Regions from separate parts of the Rattus norvegicus genome. Here region 2 is linked to region 1. Evidence: chromatin contacts called from public Hi-C data. All regions are on one chromosome and are shown on one strand. Each heading gives the region's core, a stretch centred on a gene start, on an enhancer-like site or on the middle of the called end of the contact. The rest is flanking DNA. Distances are from core to core; before and after follow the strand shown. Region 1 overlaps Rasgef1b (RasGEF domain family, member 1B). Region 2 overlaps Rasgef1b (RasGEF domain family, member 1B).

What was found. A called contact is a pair of places that touch in the nucleus more often than the background predicts.
Region 2: a Hi-C map of kidney shows a contact between it and region 1, with 2.4 times the contacts expected there. The contact joins two enhancer-like sites. A contact is called at or near these places in 2 of 12 Hi-C or Micro-C datasets (kidney and liver).

The regions. Positions count from the first base shown.
Region 1 is chr14:10,451,510-10,454,288 of GRCr8, forward strand. The region is part of intron 2 of Rasgef1b (RasGEF domain family, member 1B); the gene reads left to right. Among named protein-coding and RNA genes, the nearest start is that of Rasgef1b, 290 kb to the left of the region's middle. Within about 2 kb of position 1,307, at least 4 of the 93 cell types and tissues checked have an H3K27ac peak or open chromatin away from gene starts, as enhancers often do. A contact at or near this core is called in kidney and liver, where this site is marked.
Region 2 is chr14:10,636,358-10,639,057 of GRCr8, forward strand. All of the region lies in intron 3 of Rasgef1b (RasGEF domain family, member 1B), which reads left to right. Among named protein-coding and RNA genes, the nearest start is that of Prkg2, 230 kb to the right of the region's middle. Within about 2 kb of position 1,439, at least 5 of the 93 cell types and tissues checked have an H3K27ac peak or open chromatin away from gene starts, as enhancers often do. A contact at or near this core is called in kidney and liver, where this site is marked.

The DNA.
Region 1 (2,779 bases), core at 57-2,556:
AGCAAAGTTGAGCTTTTCTAGAAGATTCCTTTCCTGGAGCTGAAAGCTCACTCTGATTTATCCCCCAATTCACTGCAAGCTTTTGTTCAGCTGCTTGCCTGTGTGCGCTGGGACATCTTTAGTTACAGGATGCAGGTGCAATCTTGCTAGCAGCTAAATCAAGTCCCTTGATAACCACCAAAGGCAATGGCTTCCACTGGGGGTCACCATGGCCGTGGGGCGTTTGTGTGGTCAGACTACTAAACACTGCCTCTGATATTTTTCACCAATGCTTAGGTGTGAAGACACTGCCATCCAGATCACTTTCTTCCTCTCGTGAGAACTTGGAGTCACACATAGCTGATTACCGACGGAACAAGCGGGTCACGAGACATAAGCCAGCCCTCAGTTCCTGTCTTCGTCTTTCCTTTCTCACCTAATAAATGAGCGGGCCAGAGGTCACACTATCTCAAGTTCAGCCGTAGATTTTTTTTTCTTTCTACCAACTTCCTGCTTAAATTCCATCCATTCCACAAGGACTCTCGGGCCAGACTACCTTGCCTCGATCAAAATTAATTTGTCTCTCGGTGGCAGTGCCGCACCATCTGTCCTGTTGCAACCCTTCCCACTGCCCACGTTCTATTGCAGACCTTGGATCTGTGTCTGTCTCCCTGACTAGACTGTTAACTACCAGGTAGCAAGGCAGCTCATGTCTTATTTATCTCCCCAGTCTCATGGTGTTCTCTGCACTGCAGGCAGGCTCCCAGGACGTGGCTGAGTCGAAAATCCCCTCTCACTTGCAGGCCTAACGAACCTCGCTGTAAGCAAGGCCTCAGGAATACAACAGGTAGCTTAGCACTGGAGGAGGAAGCTTCTGCTCCCCGGCCAAAGTTAATTAAAGAGACAGTGGGCTCCAAGAATTCCGGCTTCTCAAGGTGCTTTTCAGGATCAGTAGCAAAGGTTATTCAATTTTTATCAGACTGGACTAATATTCCACAGACCACAAGTAATCGGATTCCTTTGGAACTGAACCAGTCTGTGCTTTTCTTTCTTTTTCTGTGTCAGGGCATCAGATTCAAGTGGCAGGACTCAGTGAGTCCATGAAGGGTTTATTGAGTTTGTAGAGTGTCTGAGCTGTTGCCAGATGGTTGGAATGGAAGGGGTACAAGCTCTGCTCTGGAGAAGTTCACGGTCTTATGGAAGCTCTGCTCTCCAGAAGTTCATGGTCTTATGGAAGGTTACAAGAAGCCATGGAACTGACTAACGTGAATCTGGGTTTAGTAATAACAAGGCCAACTGGGAAAAAGGCCAACTTGAGGTTCAGAGTAGAGAGAGCACACGCATGATAGGACGGGGTCAAAGGCTGACCAGTGTAGAATTTGAGGACAGCACTGAGGATAAGCAGTGTGGCAGAAGATAGGGGAGCAAAGTGAAGACATAGGGGTCTAGGAGCCTGGACGTTGGAAATAATCATCAGCGTATTGGAATAGAAGCTGTCTCTGTGTGGTAAGAAGAAATAGGATGACAGACCCGTCAGCCTCACACTGTGGAGCATACTGGACTCTGATGTGTGGCTTGCCCTAAATGTTGGAGAAAATCGAGTGTGAGAAAAGAATTTGGTCAGGGAAATACTGCAGACCCCCGACAGAGTGATAAAATTGGATTGTTGTACATTTTTTTTCTGGAACACAGCCTTCCCCACTCATATATCCATGGACTGGTTGCTCTGGGGCTATGGGGAGGTAGCTGTGACAGGAGACCTGGCCATGTGGCCCCAAAGCCTGAACTATTTACTCCCTGGTGATTTATAGACATCACTGTCACCTGATGTAAGCACCATCTATTCATCCGGCTTTCATTTATTAATTGCTTCTATCTACAAACAATTCCTAGTGACGGGGATGAGTTTCTTCTAGGTTTTCCGTCTGTTTAGTTTATAGTTCGATCTGTATTCAGAATGTTCAGAGAACTTAAAATGCTGTATAATTAATTATTAAACATGCAGTTTCTCCAACTGCTGTGAGAAAGAGTCCTTCTTTTGTTGTTTCAACATGTTTGACCGTTCATGTGAGAGATGAAGTCTAATAGTATTTATATCAATAACACACACGCATAGCAATAATATAAATTCATAAATTATACAAGGACGAAATCACTACAGCGTGCATTAAAAACAGAGACCAATTACACTACGTGAGGTAGCTTTAGCTTGGCCTCTAACTTAAGGGAAAATGGTAGCACCCCAAGAAGAGTTGGGCCCATTCTTCCACAGCCTCCCACCATCTACACTACTTCTGTGATCAGTCATGGGACACTAGAGTAGCTCATGCTCACTGAACAGCTTTGATGGAGCCTCCAGAACAAATACCACAGTCCTGGTAGCATAAACAGCAGACAGAGATGGCCTCTCAGTTCTAGAGGATTCTGGCAATCTGAAATAAATGTGTGGGCAAGGTTGCTGACTTCCACGGCCTCTCTCTTTGGCTAACAGTCATTTGTCTTCTCTGTAGTCTTTCCTCAGTATATGTCAGTGTCCTTCCCTTTATAAGTTAGTTAGATAGGGGCTCAACACAAGAACCACTTCTACCTTAAATATTTCTTATTTTTGTTTGTTTATGCTGTTTTCAGACACACCAGAAGAGGGCATCAGATCCCATTACAGATGGTTGTGAGGCACCATGTGGTTGCTGGGATTTGAACTCAGGACCTCTGGAAGAGCAGTCAGTGCTCTTAACCACTGAGCCATCTCTCCAACCCACTGAGCCATCTCTCCAACTTAAACATTTCTTAAAAGGCTTTG
Region 2 (2,700 bases), core at 189-2,688, 180 kb after region 1:
CAGGTCAAGTTGCCACCAGGGATTGTAACATTGTCCTTAAAAATCTCCTATAGAATTCAGTTGAAGTGCAGAAAGTTACATTTGTTCCTGTTAACTGTTGTGATCTGTTAGTCTGTGGCGACTTTTTAAAGATTTTTATGTAGCAACTGAAGATTAAAGTAATGTCAGGAGATTTCCAGAGGGCTGCGGAGATGACTCAGCAGTTTAGAACTCTGGCTGCTCTTGCAGAGGACCTGAGTCCTGTTCCCAACACCCACACGGTGGCTCCCAACTCCTGTGGCTCCAGTTCCACAGATCTGATGCCCTTCTTTGTCATCTGAGGGTAGCACCACTCGTGTGCGCGCGTGCACGCACACGTAAGCGAAAAATAAAAATAATTTAAAAAAGGGACGGAAACAGCAGTTATTAATACTCTATCTGTGGGCTCTGAAAGTTCATCCTGTATGTGCAGAACCGTCTGAGGAAAGCCATTGGAAGAGGACAACTTAGGCAGGTCCCTTTCCCCACAGGTAAATGATCTACTCATTTGAGTTATTATGTATAGAAAATGTAAAAAAATAGGTAAACTTGAGGATTCCAATTGCTTAAACATAGCGAACCGTTGTCCATTGTGAAGCAAAGGAAGGACTCCTCCGCTGCCTATCACCCCAGACACGGGAAATGCACTGACCTTGAAGTAAATCACATGAGTGCCGTCAGTGAGGAGAGATAGTCATCGGGCAGGCTGAAGTTTTTTACTCCTTTCAAAACTGCAGCGGGGCCAGAAGTAGCAACAGAAAAAAGGAGATCTCATGACAAAAAAGAAGAGGTGAGGTGGGGGCCGGGGGTGGTCCTTGATGTAGGCATTGAGGTCAAGGCCTGGAGCTTTCGAAGAAGGGGAGTGGTCAAGAAAGGGGAGTGGTCAAGAAAGGGGAGTGGTCAAGAAAGGGGAGTGGTCAAGAAAGGGGAGTGGTCAAGAAAGGGGAGTGGTCAAGAAAGGGGAGTGGTCAGAAGGGAGAAAGTGCTGGGAGGTTCTGCCAAGAGTAGGAGGGGAGAAGTCCCCTAATGCAAACACTGGAATTGTCAGACCTCAACTCCGTGCCTTCTTAATATTGGTCATTCCACAACCCCTCTTTAGAGCCGGACCATCCTAACACTCAGGGCTTAAAGCAAAGACATGTCTCACCGCAGTTTAGGTATTAGACCACTTAACACGTGGGCACAGAACGAACGCAAAGGCATACAAAGTGTGTCTTTGAAACAGCAGGTATAGTCTGGCCTTGGATACCTTTAGTCTGAAGCCAACGGACAAGCCACGGTCCGTCCATTTGATCTATAATTACTTCAGGCTTACCGGTAGGTTGGTTGAGAAGAGAGGAACTATTCAGGGAAAGTAAATTTAGGGCTTAAACCTAACACATAAAAAAAGCAGTAATATTTTAACTCACATATTTACTAATTAAACACTGGGCACCTGCTGTATGCCAAGTGTTGTGGCATCAGGGCAGAGTACAGGCAAGGTCATTGTTAGCCTGTGCCCTTTCTAATTGTTCTATTAAGATTATATTAATATACATCCTACCCCACCACCTCGTCCTCTCTCCTCCCAGGCTGGCCTTGACTTGCCTATATAAACGAGTGTGTCCTTGAACTTCTGACCCTCCTGTGTTCCAGTTTGTGAACACTAGGGGTAAAATCGAGATCCTTCTACTTGCCAGGCCAGCACTGTGCCAACCGGACTCCATCTCCACCTCGAGATTTTTACTCAATCTAGTTCTGGTAGAAGATCAAAAATAGATCTTCAACCTAATTTTAGAGAGACTTAATATCCTCCAGAGATCCTAAAGAGCTTAAAAATACTTAAAAATGAAGTCAGGTGACCCTACCCTGACAAAATCCGATGCTAACTCCTTCCTGTACTTATGAAAGGCAGGCAACTTTCCCAGCCTATCCCACCTGTGGTGAGTACCTCTCTGTCCCAGGACTGGGCGTCTCTGTGAGGACTTCGTATCTAGACCTCTGATGCCGTCTGCCTTGCCTTCCTCGGTCGTCACTTCTAGATGGCAGCCACCTTCTGTTTTGTCCTCAATGGCTTTTGTTAATGCCTTCTCCAGGACCCACAAGTTTTTTGTTTTTTTTTTTTTTTGTTTTTTTTTTTTTTAGTAATGTCTCAATTTAGGAGATCAACCATACCTTTTTTTTTTTTTTGGTTCTTTTTTTCGGAGCTGGGGACTGAACCCAGGGCCTTGCGCTTCCTAGGCAAGCGCTCTCTCTACCACTGAGCTAAATCCCCAGCCCCTCAACCATACCTTTTAACCCACATCCAAAGCTTTGCCCTAGTGCCAGGAAGGAGAGCCCATAGTAAAGGCACCTGCTCCTAGCCTGATGTCCAGAGCTCACACAGTGGAAAGTTCCAACTCCTACAAAGTGTCCTGTGTCCTCCACAGGAGCATTGTGCCAACACCCACTCACCGACGTAAAATAAAGGAAAAAAAAACCTTTGTTTTGTTTTGTTTTGTTTTTTAAGACATCATGAAATTCAATATTGAGACCTGGCTGGTCCCAGGCCAAGCAGGACGGTTGGTTACCCGACTGGCATGCAAATGAATTGAATACAGGATTAATGTTACAATATACTGTCTCTCACAGCAATTGTATCTTGACTGTGTTTTAACCAGCCTCACGCAGAGTCGACACTGTGCCCTTGTACAGTAAGTTTGA